Linked DNA regions of Mustela erminea: region 2 is linked to region 1. Evidence: chromatin contacts called from public Hi-C data. All regions are on one chromosome and are shown on one strand. Each heading gives the region's core, a stretch centred on a gene start, on an enhancer-like site or on the middle of the called end of the contact. The rest is flanking DNA. Distances are from core to core; before and after follow the strand shown.

Region 1 (7,773 bases), core at 2,956-5,455:
ATGTATGGTGCAAGATGGGTCTCTGTCTCCTGTATATGCGTAGCAGGGTGAAATGGGAAAACAGGCATCTAATTCTTTAGTGTGTAGTTTGTGAAGTGCTTCTACTGTGTGTGTGTGTGTGTGTGTATGAGAGAGAGAGAAAGAGAGAGAGAGAGATATGACTGCGTTACCTCAGAAGCTGTGCTGGGTCTGAGATTTTGCTCTACTTGTGAGCTCAGAAGCGAGCCTACCCAGGTCACATGTATGTGTATGCAGGAACTCCGGGACCTGGGTCAGGGGTGAGCAGCACCTGTTCCTTGCAGCTACGGTAACATCTTGTGTTGATTCCTACAGTTCTCGTTTCCAGGGGCGGGCAGATGGCGTGCACGTGCCCTGGGGTGCACTTCCAGAGAAGAAGCCTGACACAGGACACTCTTATCTCATACCACCTTGCCTCCCAGAGAGAGCAACCTTCATGCTGGAATGTGAGTACATCTCCAGGGAAAAGAAGGGATGGGCATTGTTCCTGACTCCCCCGGAATGTCTCTGAGACAAACATCCTTAACTAGGCTGTAAGTGATTTTGCTCTCAGGACCTGGACCAGGCAGAAACAGAAACCTGAGAAATTCATGGGGAACCACCTCTCAACAGGATTTACTTTCTTAAAAATACCTCCACAGGGACTGTGAGATCAAGTCCAGTGTCAGGCTCTCTGCACGGTGGACAGTCTCTCTCCATCTCCCTCTGCTCCTCCCCCTTGCTTGCTCTCTCTCTCTCTTTCTCTCTCTCTCTAACATTAATCAATCAATCTTAAAAAATAAAAACACTTCAACAGGTACCTAATTTTTTCTTTGCGGATATGGCATGATGGATCTTTTAGCATGGCCTTCTGAGGTGGAAGGTAAGTGTTTTGTGTGTGTGAGAGAGAGAGGGAGATGTGAGTGTCTAATTTCTCTGTGTGTATGAGATGGGTATCTAAGTTTTTCCCCTGTGGGGTTGAAATTAGTATCTGATTCTTCTGTGCATTTTACAGGATGACATTTTGTGTGCGGAATGACATAATTACCACATTTTTCTGGTGTCCCTTGGAAATGGGTACCCATTTGTTGTATAGACAGACGTGTATTTGTGTGTGTGTGAGGTCAGCGCAGCTCATCTGATTGCTGTTTTGCTGTTTTTACCTCTCTCTGTTTTCTGACATGTCTTGCTGCTGCCACTGGCCAGCTGCAGCCCACAGGGACACTCACCCAGGCAGGCACACAGAGCGCACGGTAACCCTCACTTATGGGATGACTCACAGCAGTCTGCACACACTTGTCTCCATCCTGCTTACCTTTTTTTTTTTTTTTTTTAAAGATTTTATTTATTTATTTGAGACCGAGAGAGCAAGAGAGTGTGCAAGCAGGAGAGAGAGGCAGAGGCAGAGGGAGAAGCAGGAGGACCTGAAGCAGGAAGCCTGATAGGGTCTCCATCGCAGGACCCACAGATCACAGCCCCAGCGGAAGGCAGAGGCCTCACCAACGGAGCCCCCCAGGTGCCCCTGCACCCTGCCTCTCTCAGCAGCACACCCTGTCTCTCCTCCCTGGTGGTGGGTGGCCTGTGGTGGTGCAGGCAGGTGTCTGCTATTCCTGCCACAGCTGCCGTCAGATGCACAGAGCACATTCACTCCAGAGGCCTTGCTGGCTGGCTCTGGTTGTTTCTGTTACAGATGATGTTTCATCTGCTTTTTTTTTTACACATTTTTGCCAGTGTTTTGCCAGCACCAGACTGGTCAGGAGAGGGCTCAGTGGACCTGAGGGAGGGAGGAACCTCATGAGCAATGAGGACGGACCACCCAGGTCTAGGAGCGGCTCTGCTAGGCCTTGAATGTGAGAGCAGGCATGTTCAGGAGAGCCATGCTACTGGAAGAAGTGAGTGGGGGAGAGTATCCAAGGCCAGACCAGAGTCAAAGCAGAACCTTGGAGACCTAGAGCAGCCCCAGGGTTGGTAAGCAGAGGCCTGGCACCCTCTGCCTTAGGTTTCGAAGGGTCAGCTCACTAACTGCTCTGTTCAGCATAGACCGGAAGTGGGCCAGAGGCTGCAGAAACAACCCAGACAGAACAGGTAGGCTTAGGTCAAGGCAGCGTGGCAGAGTCCAAGAGCCATGGTTGGGTGAAGGCATATTTGAAGATAGAGCCCAATGACTTCCCCAGGAATTGGACATGAGAAAACAGAGAAAGAGAGGAATCAGGAATGAGTCCAAGAATTTGTGCCCCAGTAACAGAAAAGATGGAGTGGCTATTGGTTGAGATGAGGAAGATAGAAGGAAGCAGGTCACCTGTATAGCCCCAAGTTGTGTCCTGAATCTGGTGGGAATGATATCTGCTGTTCACTGGAGGGACACATGATGCATGTGAGTAGCAGGCTTGAGGGGAGATCAGGAGTGGACACACGATACCAGAGCCTGAGCTCTCTAAAGATAGCCCAGCAGAAAAGTGGCCAGACAGTTGGATACAGGAACCCAGGATTCAGGTCTGGGGTGTTGTTGCTGACGAAGTCCCTGGAGAGAGCAGGCAGGGCAGATGCCCTGTCTCCACTCTTTGAGAGAGACTTGTAGCCATGCCTCATGCACACACCCTGGCTCTCCCCCATTTGCAGACAGATGGCTACAGTGTCAGAGGGCCATCAGATTCCTGGGGTTACTGCCCTGTGCCCAGGGCTGTTCCTGGCCTTTTATCCCCACCTCTGCTACCCAGACCTCCACTGCAGACTAGTTCAATTTAGCTGCCATCTCACTGGAAAAGAGAAACAGCTGGTCGAGATGCTGCCCAGGCCCCACTCCCTGCATCAGGGTCTTCCTCCCCAAGTGCAAAGGGCTCCCAGAGCCCCCCACCCCAGATCCAGTCCCCAGTCCCAGGTGAGGACTTCAGATTAGGCAGCCTTCCCTCTCTCCAATGTGGTCATCTCTCCCTGTACCCCATCAACACCATTGAGGCTCTGACCCAGACAGAAAACAGCCTTCTAGTCCCAGAAGCCCCTCCAAAGCAAAACACCTGGAAAGTTGTCTGTATTTACTTTCTCCCTTGAGCCCACAATAATTCAGTTTTTACCTAGGCAATGCATCCACACTGTGCTCGTCAAAGTCCCAGAAGAGTCCCACTCCCCATACCCCTCTCAACAGCTGACCAGACATCACTCACCCCTGGGGATCCTCCTCCCAAGTCTGCTCAATCAGGGTCTTTCTTGCTGGATCCTCCTGGACTCGCTGATTTCTCCATGTGGGCAGAGGTTCAGTACCCTCATTCCTCACTCATCCCTTGGACTCACTCATCCATCTCCAAACATTGCAAACTCAGACTATACTCCGGAAGCCCACAGCCTCACAGCAGCACCACGGGGAGTCCAATGGATATGACAGTTGCATTCCTGACCCCACTCTCCTGCACTCCATCACCATCCCCAGATTCTCAGAGGCTGTCCACCCTTCCCGTTGTTCCTCACCCATCCTGCCTATTCTCAGGCTGAGCCCCAGCAGTCTACACTTCCTCCCCTCCTGGGCACCACCCAGGCAGCACCACGGCTTCACCCCTGCACTGCCTTCTGTGCCGCTTCTGCCAGACGAACAAGACAAACAAATGGAGGAAGGTTTTACCGTGCCAGCGCCATGCCATCACTGCTCTGCCCAGAATGCCCAGGGACCTCTCCATCTGACCTCATCTCCTCCCTCTCCATGCCTCATGCCCTCTGACTTCCATGCTGGCCCCTGGCCAGCAACCTTTAGTCCCCCCACTTTGCAGCTTGGTGCTGGCAGGACAGCTTGCCTGTGAACTCCACCTCCAGATATTTGCAGGGCTCGTTCCCTCTGTGTTCCTACTCTGTGCCTCTCTGGCTAGCTCCTTCTATGTCCCTTACGTGCCCATCCACCCTATTGTAACACTCCACACATCCACTGCCTCCCCGACCCAGTTTACATGGCTCCCACATGACACCTGATTTATTTTTCCCTATGTTATTGCCTCCCCCCGGGGCCAAGGTGTGGAACCCACAGAGGGAGGGACGTCACAGTCACTACTTACAGTTCCAGGGCAGAACCGGTGCAAGGGTGGACTCACACAGTTGCGGGGTCAGCCCTGCTGCCCACTGTCCTGCCTGGTGCACGGAGAGCGCTCGGTGCTAGGTCCCAGAAAGGACTGGATCGCAAGAACAAGACCGACTCTGCCACAAGAACGTCCCGACCCGGGCGCTAGCTTCAGCGCCGGCTGCTTACTGCGTCCTGTGTGCAGCAGGACGCTTCCCCAACTCCGGCGCAGCACCCGCGGACCACGCCCCCTCCAGCCACGCCCCCGCAATCCCCCGCCTCCTCTGCGAGCCCCGCCCCCGGCACCTTCCCAGCTCCCGCTCCCTCGGTGGAGCCTTGCGCAAAAGCGCCTGCGCCTGTGACCACGCCCCGGCCGCGCCTTCGGGCCCCGCCCCCTATTGGCCCCGCCCCCTCCCGGCTGCGGGGTGGGAGCCGGGCCGCGCAACGCGCATGCTCTATGCGCGGCGCCCCCGACTCGCCGCTCGGCTCCGTTCGGGCATTTCCGCCTCTTTGTTTTAAACTCCGGACGGGTTTTTTTCTCCTGCTCTTGGAGGGGACCCGGAGGGAGCGGCGCCCCCCCCACTCCCGACGCTGCCCCCGCGTGCGCCCAGCTAGCCCGCAGCCGAGACGGCAGGTCAGTGAGTCCGCGCCCCGCCTGGCCTGGCCCGCGGCGCCCGCTCCTCAGGCCGCGGCCTCGGCCGGTGTGTGGGCCCGGAAGGCTCGGAACCCCGGCCCGCGCCCTTGCGCCCCTCGTCGGCCGTGCCCGCGGAGCCCCGACATGGCTCGGCATGCTCCGGGCACGGGCCGGACCCACGGGGCCGGGACCCGGGACAGGTCACGGGGAAGGGCCGGACCCCGGGACGGGTCATCTGGGAGGGACCGGAGAGAACCGGACCCCGCGACGGGCCAGCTGGGAAGGCCAGACCCTGAAACGGTTCACAGAGGAGGGCTAGACCCCAAACCCACCAGACAGGAAGCGTCGGACCCTGACATAGGTCACCGAGGAGAGTCCAGCCCTGGGATGGGTCATCCAGGAGGATCCAACCCCAGTACGGGTCACCAAGGAGGACTGGGACCTTGAGAACGGACAGGAGCCAGAGAGGGCTGGACTCTGAGATAGGTCACTGAGGAGGGCCAGACCCCAGGATCTGGCAGGACCCAAGGAGGGCTGGAGCCCTGGGCTGGGTCACTGAGGAGGGCCAGGACATCAAGACTGGCCCCAAAGAGGGCTGGGAGCCTGGAACAGTCCTGTGAGCACTTCTGAGGCCCTGATACAGCCCCTTCCGAGTGGGAGGCCAGGACCCTGAGACAGTACCTTAAGGAGGAGGGTTCATCCCATGCTACAGGCTCCTGGGATGATCAGGGCCCCAGGTAGGTCATTTGAGAACATCTGGATGCTGGGGCAGGACCTTGAAGAAGCTAGGCTCTCCAGGAGGGCCAGGACCCTGACAAGAGCTAGAACTTGAGACAGGTCCCTCAGAAGGCCTGAACTCCTGAATAAGTAGATAGAAATCACCCAGACCCCAAGAGTGAACTATATGGGATGCTGGAACCCCAAGCCAGCCTTCCAGAAGGTTGAACCCCTAGGGCAGGGGCCCTTAACGTGTCCATTCTACGCAACCGGATCCACCTGCTGTGAAGGCTTGGGAGCATCGGGGATCCTGGTCAACTGAGCCCTACAGTGCAAGTCCCTCGGAGGCCCCCGAGCACCCTGATGTTAGGAGCACCTGGGCCAGGCCTACAGACCTTCTGGCCTTCAGCAGATGCTGCCTGGCTAGGCCCCAGGGGCACATATGAGGCAGGGTGGGGACCCATCCTCATACCTATAGGGATTCAAGTGGAGCTCCTAGTCCGAACTGGCTTCATGCCTCAAGCCAGCACTGTGCTCACTCCCCAGATCCAGAAAGCTGTCCCCTACCCTATTCTTCAACACCTACACCAGGGCTACTGTCTTTTGCCTTGGCCTTGTGGTCAGTGTTCATTACCTTCAACCACTCCAGCTCTCCTCTCCCTCCATTGGTGGAGGTCATATGGTTGTCCAGGGAGGTCCAGGAGGGGTGGGTCCAACCAGGAGTGTTGGAAGCCTAGGAAAGTGTTTTGAGGGCACTGGCCCAGGGCAGGAAAGTTGGAGCAGATGAGCATATATATCAGGTGAGTGGATTAGGCACCTTCTCCACTCCAGGAAAGGAAAATATTAAAGGACCTAACAATGGGGGCCTTTGCTTTTCTGAAACCTTTGAATGACACTTTCATCTAAAACTAGCCTGTGTTTTCCTTTAATTTGAAAGTGCTGATGAAAAAGTAGGGTGTGGTATGTGGTACTCTTTGACTGGGGACTGGCTTCAGAGTGCGTTCAATAAGATAATGCTGGAGGAGTTTGAGAGAATGAAAAGCCCAGGAGGGCAAGGGCATTGTCCAGCTCAGCTCCCAGAACTGGCTGCCTGGTGTGAGGTCAGCAGGTAGCACACTATTATTAAATGAAGAAGTGAGTGTGTGAATGAATGGTGAAAGGCAGGAATACTTGTAGAAAGATCAGCGTGTGTTAGGCTTGCAAACTGATCCAGAGATTGGGCAGTAGGATGAGATAAAAATCTAACACTCTGAGGTCTATGAACTCCTGAAAGAGATACTTGAACTGGTCAGTTCAGTATTTCACTTTGTGCCACAACTTTACTGCTTGGTCACTTGGAAGAAGACCCATTTAGGTTTTCAGATTGGCATTTTATAAGACCAAATCTTAAGCAAATGGAGTCTCCAAATAGTCCAGCTTAGGAACTTTTATTCGCCAAATGTAACCACATTTGGGACCTTCTTACTCAACACTTCTGATTTTTTTGTTGTTGTTGTACTTTCGTACCTTTTTTAAAACTTAATTTGTTTTCTGAAGTTTTGGAAAAGACTTGCCAAATTGGGCATTCAGCTTTGGTTAGGTTAATTTCCTATTTTTGCCTTTTTAAAGGTGTGATAGTCCTGCATGGTTGCATTATTTATATATTGCTGCCCAACAAATTACCCCAAAACTTAGTGCCTTAAAACATTAGTTAATTATTTTACCGTTTCTGTGGATCAGGAATCCAGGCACTGCTTAGCTGAGTCCTCTGGCTCAGAGTCTCATAAGGCTGCCTTCAGAGTGCTGGCTGGAGCTGTGGTCTCATCTGAAGGTTTGACTGTGTGTTTGACTGTGCTTCCAGGCCTGCTTGCTCGGCCACTGGGGCTCTTGATAGGGCAAGTCAGGGGGAGCCAGTGCAGAAAAGAGAGCAAGCAAGAAGGCCACAGTCTTCGAGACCTAATCTTGGCTTGGACATCCCATCCCTTTTGCCATATTCTGTTTGTTAGAACCTCGTCACTGGGTTAGGGTTAGGTTTAGAGTGTGTGTACTGGGCGTGGGGTGATGGTCACTGTGGCCATCTTAATGCCTGTCACTTAGCAGATTTCAGCTCATATAGGGCCTGTACTTGAGAAATACCCGCAAGTCAATTAGCAGAATTGGATAGAGAACAGTGCGTTCAGTAGAAGGTTGCAACAACTCAGCTCTCTTTGATTGTATAGGTTCCTCTGATGTCACCATAATGACCACAGCCACTGGAACTTACACAGGAGGGAAGATAAATTATAAATAGGGAAGATGCTTGGGAATTACACCTGGAGCAAACCATAAGCAACTCCCCTGCCAACCCTGCAAATTAAATTGAGTGCTGTAGAATTCTTGGATAGCTTCAAGTTCAATGATTTCAGTG
Region 2 (7,773 bases), core at 3,831-6,330, 68 kb after region 1:
CAAAGAAGATATTCAGATAGCAAATAGCATATGAAAAGATGCTCAAAATCGCCTCAGTAGAGGATTGCAAATTAAAATAATAATGAAACATCTATCTGAATGACCAAAACCTGGAATACTGACAACTTCAAGTACTGATGTGGGCATGGAGCCACAGGGACCCTCCGCACTGCTACAGGAATGGAAGCTGCTGCAGCCACTTTGGAAGACAGTACAGTGGTTTTTTCCAGAACTAAACACACTCAACACATGATCCAGCAGTCCCACTTCTTGGTATTTACCCAAATGTATTGAAAACTTACATCCAGGGGTACCTGGGTGGCTCAGTGGGTTAAAGCCTCTGCCTTCAGCTCAGGTCATGATCCCAAGGTCCTGGGATCGAGCCCCGCATCAGGCTCTCTGCTCGGCAGGGAGCCTGCTTCCTCCTCTCTCTCTGCCTACTTGTGATCTCTGCCTGTCAAATAAATAAATAAATAAATAGATAGATAGATAAGAAAACTTACATCCGGGGCGCCTGGCTGGCTCAGTTGACAGAGCATGCAACTCTTGATCTCAGAGTCATGAGTTCAAGGCCCACACTGGGTGTAAAGCTTATTTGAAAGAGAAAAAGATGGCTCAGTCGGTGAAGCATCTGTCTTCGCGCGAAGTCATGATCTCAAGGTCCTGGGATCCAGCCCCACATTGTGATCCTTGCCATCTCCCTCTCCCTCAGCCTGCCATTCTCCCTGCTTGTGCCCTCTCTGTCTCTGTGTGTCAAATAAATAAATAAAATCTTAAAAAGAAAAAGGAAGAAAATCTACCTCCACACAAAGTTTTCACAAACGTTTATAACAGCTTTATTTGTAATTACCAAAACCCGAAAACAAGGAAGCTGTTTTTCAGTAGGTGAATGGATCTGGAAGGCGGGGATGAATCTGTGGATCACAGGCAGTATAAAATCCTGAAACCATGACGTACTCTGTGGATCCATGTCTCTGCACGTTCATCAAAACACACAGAATGTACAACACAAAAAATTAAATCTAATGGAAACTATTAAGACTTTAGTTAACAACAGTACATCAATGTTGGTTCACAATTGTAAAAAATGTATCACACTTATGCAAGATGCTAACTATGAGGGAAACGGGTGGGGGGAATGTATGAGAATGCTCTGTACTTTCCACTCAGCTTTTCTATAAACCTATACCTGCTCAGAAGAATAAAGTCTGTTAACCATTTAAAAAAAAAAAAAAAAAAGACAACTTTTGGGCGCCTGGAATACTGGCTCAGTCAGTTAAGCATTTCTCAAGTTATTTTTCCTGCTAGGGGCTCTTGGCCATGTTTGCACTCAATATTTATTTGTTTGCTTGTTTCTCTGCACAGTGTCTGGTTGGTTGCCTTGCTGGTTCTTTCCATTTTGCTTGTGCTAGGACAGCCCCATCCAGAATACATTTCCAGCTTAGCTATAGCACAGTGAGGTTTCACACTCTTCCCTCCATTTCTGAAAATGACTTGCTCTTTCTTCCACATCGGATTGTTGTGGGGCTTTGGTGACCCTGCATGCCTCTGTGGCCTGCGAGTCTGGAAGAGGCTGGGCGAGTCCAGGGGGGCCAGGTCAGTCACCTGCGCTTGGCTGAGATGGCACGCTGAATCAGGCACACTGGCAGTGTTTACCCCACCCAGCAGGCCTGGGGCAGCAAAGCATCGAATGGTCCCCAGGAGGACAGAGCTCTGGACCCCTCCTTCCCATTAGGGATCCGCCTGCTCTTCCCTGTTTCCCTGTCACCTGTCTCCATGCAGCAGCTCCCCCCTTGCCTGTGCAGGAACAGTGAGAATACTCAGAAGGAAGCCTGGGACTGTCCGGCCCCGGTTTTTCCACTCTGTAGGCAGGTGAGCTGGTTAGGGGTTGAATCCTTCTCTTCTGTGTCTTTCATTAGCTGCTGGTTTTAATGGTGTTTGAATTGGATTCTGCCTTTTCCAGATTAATTTTGTAAGTAAACTTATAATTTTAGAAGTTTTAAATTTCTAAAAAAAAAGTTACAGTGCAACTGGGTATATCAGTCGGTAAAGTGTCTACTTTAGGTTCAGATCATGATCCCAGGACCCTGGGATCGAGCCCCACTTCAGGCTCCCTGCTCAGTGGGAAGCCTGCTTCTCTCTCTCCCTTTGTCTGCCACTCCCCCTCGTTGTGCGCTTGCTCTCTCTCTCTGTCAAATAAATAAATAAAATCTTTAAAATAAAATAAAATAAATTTTACAAAAAGTTATGAAGGTAGTGCAGTATCCCCATATTCTTGCACTCGATTTCTCCTATTATTAACATCTTTCATGAGAATGGTGGGTACATTTGCCACAGTGGATGAACCAACATGGATATATTTTTGTTAACTAAAGTCCATTCTTTTTTTTTTTAAGATTTTTATTTAGGGGCACCTGGGTGGCTCAGTGGGTTAAAGCCTCTGCCTTCAGCTCAGGGCATGATCCCAGGGTCCTGGGATCGAGCCCCATGTTGGGCTCTCTGCTCCGCGGGGAGCCTTCTTCCTCCTTTCTCTGCCTGCCTCTCTGCCTACTTGTGATTTCTCTCTCTCTGTCAAATAAATAAAAAATCTTAAAAAAAAAAAAGATTTTTATTTATTTATTTGACAGACAGAGATCATAAGTAGGCAGAGAAGCAGGCAGAGAGAGAGGGGGAAGCAGGCTCCCTGCTGAGCAGAGAGGCTGATGTGGGGCTCGATCTCAGGACCCTGGGATCATGACCTGAGCCGAAGACAGAGGCTTTAACCCACTGAGCCACCCAGGCACCCCTAAAGTCCATTCTTTATTCAGATCTCCCTAGATTTTACTTGGTGTCCTTTCTCTGTTACAAGATCTCATTGAGGATACCATATTTTTTAGGTGTCATGTCTCCTTAGGCTCCTCTTGGCTATGACATTTTCTCAGACATTCCTTGTTTTTTATGGCCTTGACATTTTTAAGGAGTGCTCTGTCAGTTAATTTGTAGAACATCCTTTAACTGCAGTTAGTCTGATGTTCTTCTCATGGTTAGCCTTCTCATCACATCTCCTCGAGGGCACTCTCAACATGATGGATCACTGTACTGTTGCCCTTGACCTGGGGGTGGTGTTCCCGTAGGCCTTCTCCACCATCAGCTGCTGTTTTCACCCCGTCTCCATACTGTGTTCTTCGGAGGGAAGTCACCATGTGCAGCCCACACTCCGAGTGAGAGTTTGTTCCATCTCCTTGAAGGCAGTGTCTACCTAATGTGGTTGGAATCCCACATGGCAGACTTAGCTCTCCTCCCCATGGTGTTTACTCATTCTCTTATATCTGTATGGACTAACGAATCTTTATTCTGTAGTTGTTATAACCCAACACTCTCTTACTTGTTGTTCCAAATGTTCAGCCTTCAGTCACAGCAAGCTTGGTCAGCTGCTGCTGTGTCACTTTGACATGCCATTGTGGGTTCATGTCTGCTAATTAGCATTTCCTTGCTACCAGGCTTATTTTGGATATTTCCAGCCCCAATCATAGGTGAATTTCTCCTAGTGAGGAATTATTATTATCTACTTAACTTTATTTCTGCCCCATGTATAAAGAGTCAACCGCAGGAGAACCCATGCAGAGAGTCAATGGTCCATCTTGGCTGCAAAGTTGCAGCTGGGCCCAGTCCTGGGTGGGTGAGGTGGGAGCCAGGAGGTGTAATGGGCTGTGCCCCCCTCCTTGAGACTGGTGGTCAGGCCCTAGTGAACATGTGTGGACAGAAGTTCTGACTGATGGACTCCTTCGAGAGAATCAAAGTTTTGGCCAACTGGACACAGAGCACGAGGCCTTCCTCTCTTGGCTGCTGCACTAAAGGTTTGTTCTGAAAGCAAATCAAAGGTCAGTGTTTGTGTTGGCCTTGAAGTAACACGTTAACGTTTGCCTTTCTGAGAACTGTCTTTGCATAGGAAACTTCAGAGATGGCAATTAGTAGAAGCAGGAGCTGTGACCCTGGGATTGCCCTCTCTGCCCACCAGCTTCTCAGTTCCTGGGTCTCCTGCTGCCAGAAGGCAGCACCCACAGCTTCTACTATACCGTCCCCCAATCCCGTCCCTCCCTCCAGGCCTCTCCCTGGCCAGGCCAGACCACTTCTCTCTCTCTCTCTCTCTCTCTCTGCAAAGCCCTTTCTTGCCCCTGGGCAGCATAAATCCCTGGGGACTCACTCAATTGAGGTGCCAGAAAGCGCTTTGTTTTACAAAAATCAACTCAACCTCGAAGGCTGGGAGAAATCACACTGGGCCCCACTGGGAACGATGCGCAGCCCTGGGCAGGGCCCAGCAGCAGGGAGGCGCGGCCAGCTGCACCTCCAGGAAAAGCACCTTGAACAGCGCAGGACTCTGGGTGCGTGCGGGCTGAGCCCACTCTCCTGATGAAGGATCTTCCCTGAGCCTCAGGCTGCAGAGCGAAGCCCGCCAGCCAGCACTGGCCACTGGAGCCCCTTACTCCCAGGCTCTGCCCTCAGACAGGTGTGGGCCTCTGCTTGGCCAGCTGGGGCCACCTGGGCCTCGCCCGCACGGGCTGCAGCCTGGCCCTGCCTGGTCTGGGGGCCGAGCGGGGACAGCGGGAAGGATGAGCCCACCCCGCCTGGCTTCGGCTCCCTAGGCGAGGGGCAGAGACTCTGCTGTCGCGGCCGAGGATGCGCCGCTCGTGGCAGCCCGGACGTGTCCCCTGTCTAGGGTCTGTCCAGTGTCCCCTGTCCGGTGGGCGGCCTCCCAGTTTCCAGTCAGCGCCCAGCTCAGAACCAGGGGCTGCCTCCTCGGCGGGGGCTCAAGGGACCCAGGCCGTCCCCTCCTTGCCCCAACTTAGCCTGCAGAGGACACCGGGACAACTCCGGAAAGACTTCGGGAAGAAACTGCGGAGGCTCCAGAAAGGCCGTGCGGGGACTGAACCCCAAGACCGTCCCGGGACTTGTCGCGTTTAGCGCGGTGGCGTCTCCCCGGTTCTGATTGGCCAGGTTCCTGGCACGTGACCATCTCGGAGCCAATTGCGGAAGGTCGATCTGCACGCGCTTATTGGCTCAGGCCCGCCAGGAGGGCGAGAACAGGGACCGGGCGTGCGGGGGCGCGGCCACGCTCCGCAGGCGGGGCTTTGGCTCCCCTAACTCTTGGTCTCAGCGCACACCTCGAGTGGTTCTGGGCCAGGGGACTGTCCTGAGGCCCTTCCACGCGTAAGACCACGCAGACGTGTGGTCGACACTGGCCTCGCATTGAGACAGCCCGGGCGCCTACCACCAGCCCAACACGAGCCTACCCCCAAGATCGGCTGCAATCCCGCCCCCAGCCCAGCCCCACCCCCGCCGCTGTCCCTCAATCCCACCCCCGTCGCTGTCCCTCAATCCCGCCCCCAGCCCAGCCCCACCCCCGCCCCATTCCCGGTCCCGCCTCTGGGACCAGCCCAAGCTAGACTGTTAACCACCCCGCCCCCGCCCCTCCGCGACAGGACTCCCTCCTTTCCCTAGATTTGAGGGGACCTGCTGAGACGGAGTGGAGACGGCTCCAAACTGTGTGGACAGGTGGCCCGGACTCAGGGTTCGCTGAGCCCCGCTGGCCGCGACCGTGGCCAGCAGGACTTGTCTAGCCGCGGATTAGCCGAACTAGACAAAACGGTCCTTAATTGCCAGACCTTTAAAATTGTGCACTGACAGCCTTGATAGTTAAATGGCTTGTGAGTCAAGCAGTTCCTTGAAGAGGAGAGGAAGCAGGAAATCTCTGGCTGCTGGCAGGGAGCAGGGAGAGGAAGTCATCAGAGCCAGGAGCTGGCCGGAGCTGCAGGTGGGCAGAGCCAGAGCGGGAGAACGTCTCTGCAGGGTGCAACCTATCCATGTGTGCTCTGCTTTGTCAAGAGTTAAACATCCAGACGGAAAGGAGACTCTGCTAAGAGTCAGTGTGGATCTAGAACTGGCTTCTGGAGCAAGGCCAGCTGCTGTTATGGTCACTGTTCTGAAGGGCCCAGGGCACCTCCTGCCTCAGGGCCTTGGACATGGCTGTTCCTCTGTCTGCAGTGCTCTCCCATGGGAGTCCCACAGAGCTCCCTCTTCCTCTCCCGAGGGCTTCTCTGTACCTCGTCAGAGGTGAAATACTGGTCCGCACCATCCTTTCTGCCCCCTTAATCCACTCAATTTCCTCCACAGAAGAAATCACCACTTGATTTATGTTTTTGTTTATCATCTGTTCCTGCCACTGGAAAAATCACTTCCAGGAGGGAGGGACCTCAGTTATCCCTGGTGCATAAAGCTGAGGTTGGCCCATCATAGGGACTGAATAAACATCAGCTGAGCAAGTGCTTTACCTGAAGTCCTCAGACTCCATCACTTGAGGTTGCTGGGAGGGGCTGGCCAGAGGGAAGGAGTGCCAGGTCACCCAGCAGATTCAGGTTGCTGCTCAGGACTGAGCCTCATCCCCGCCAGGCCGGGGTGGTGGGGGGAGTGGAGGCTGAATGGTGGGTGCCGTTTTCAGTGCCCTTCTATAAGTGGCCATCCTGTGGTGGGAATGCAAAGCCGAAAGCCACAGAGTTGTCTGTAAAGACTTCTGTCAGTGCTCTGGATCCAGGGAGGGAGGACAGACAGCTGCTCCTTCCTCAGGAGCCAAAAGGCACACGGAGCGGTACACGGGGCTGGGGGCCAACATCTCCCCAGAGGCAGGTCTGCTGACAACACCTGCCCCTGAGGCAGAAGCAAAGGCCTGCTACTCTAGAGCTACTCACAGAGCACAGCTCTGTGTGGGGAGGGGTGCAGAAGGCAGGGGTAGGGGGTGAGGGCACTCTTTCTACTTGCCAAGACTGGGCAGGTTTTACTGAAAGTATTTCTGGCCAACAGTATGAGGAGAATCACAGAAGACAGATGACCCAGATGCTCCCTGGAGAGAGGCCGGTGGGGCTGGGGGGTGGGGGGGGCAGAGGCCACACGCGTCCTTTCTGGGGTTACAAGCAGAACCGCGGTTATGATGCCTTGAGGTAGGCTTGGGGGATGGGAAGGACATGGGTGGGGGCCCAGGAGGGAGAGAGCCAGGCCGTTCCCTGGGCTGGGTCAGGGTGCCCAGGGTTCATGGGCCCCTCACCCGGCCTGGCCCAGAGAGGCAGGCTTCCCTGGTGGGGTGTGGGACCCAGAGCCCCGGCAGGGCACAGAGGCCTCCCTAAGGACACAGGGAGGTGACGGCCACCAAAGGACAGACTAGAGACTGTGAAGGAGTTTAGGGTGGTGGGGGTTGGCCAAAAGTGTGCCCAGCACAGTGGGAGCTGGACCCTCAAGGGCCTGGCATATCTGTGGGGAAGGCAAGGACTGTCAAGGGGTCTGTGAAGGTGGGAGATTCATGGAGGGAGGGGGCAGGGAAGAGGAAGGAAGGGAGCCCAAAGGGGTGGGTCTGCCTCTTAGATGGGTACCCTAGGGCTGCCTTAGAGAGCAGGGGGGGACCTGGGTCAGGGTGTGGTGAGACCCTGCTGTTGTCCCAGTGACAGGGGAAGGTGCTTCCTATCTGGCAGGACGTGGAAGTAGATCTGTCCAGCAGGGTCCAGCCCCTCCAGTGGGGACCCCAGGCTGCCTAGGCAGGATCAGGAGTCGGGAGAGAAGGGCCACACGGAATGAAATCACTGTGGTGTTTTATTGGCTGTGATTCCATCCAGAGACTACACACGCGACGGCCTCCGACATGCAGGAGGAGGCGCAGGCGCAAAGACAGAAGGACGGACGACACCCACAGTCTACGCTAAGCTCAGCTGCTCCGGGCGCCCCATGCGCTGGGAACGGGATGCGGGGTTT

What was found. Hi-C and Micro-C count contacts between places; a contact is called where the count stands out from the background.
Region 2: a contact with region 1 is called in a Hi-C map of spleen, with 2.5 times the contacts expected there. The contact joins the enhancer-like site here to the promoter of PCGF3 in region 1. A contact is called at or near these places in 2 of 3 Hi-C or Micro-C datasets (skeletal muscle and spleen).

What each region holds. Positions count from the first base shown.
Region 1 is chr2:97,185,250-97,193,022 of mMusErm1.Pri, forward strand. PCGF3 (polycomb group RING finger protein 3) reads left to right here and starts at 4,206. Exons shown (of 9, transcript XM_032333517.1): 1 at 4,206-4,670. The coding sequence starts at 4,494. LOC116584770 (a long non-coding RNA gene) reads right to left here and starts at 4,375. Exons shown (of 3, transcript XR_004283324.1): 1 at 4,035-4,375.
Region 2 is chr2:97,252,146-97,259,918 of mMusErm1.Pri, forward strand. It overlaps CPLX1 (complexin-1), which reads right to left. Exons shown (of 5, transcript XM_032333519.1): 5 at 7,597-7,773. Among named protein-coding and RNA genes, the nearest start is that of CPLX1, 39 kb to the right of the region's middle. Within about 2 kb of position 5,081, the one cell type or tissue checked has open chromatin away from gene starts, as enhancers often do.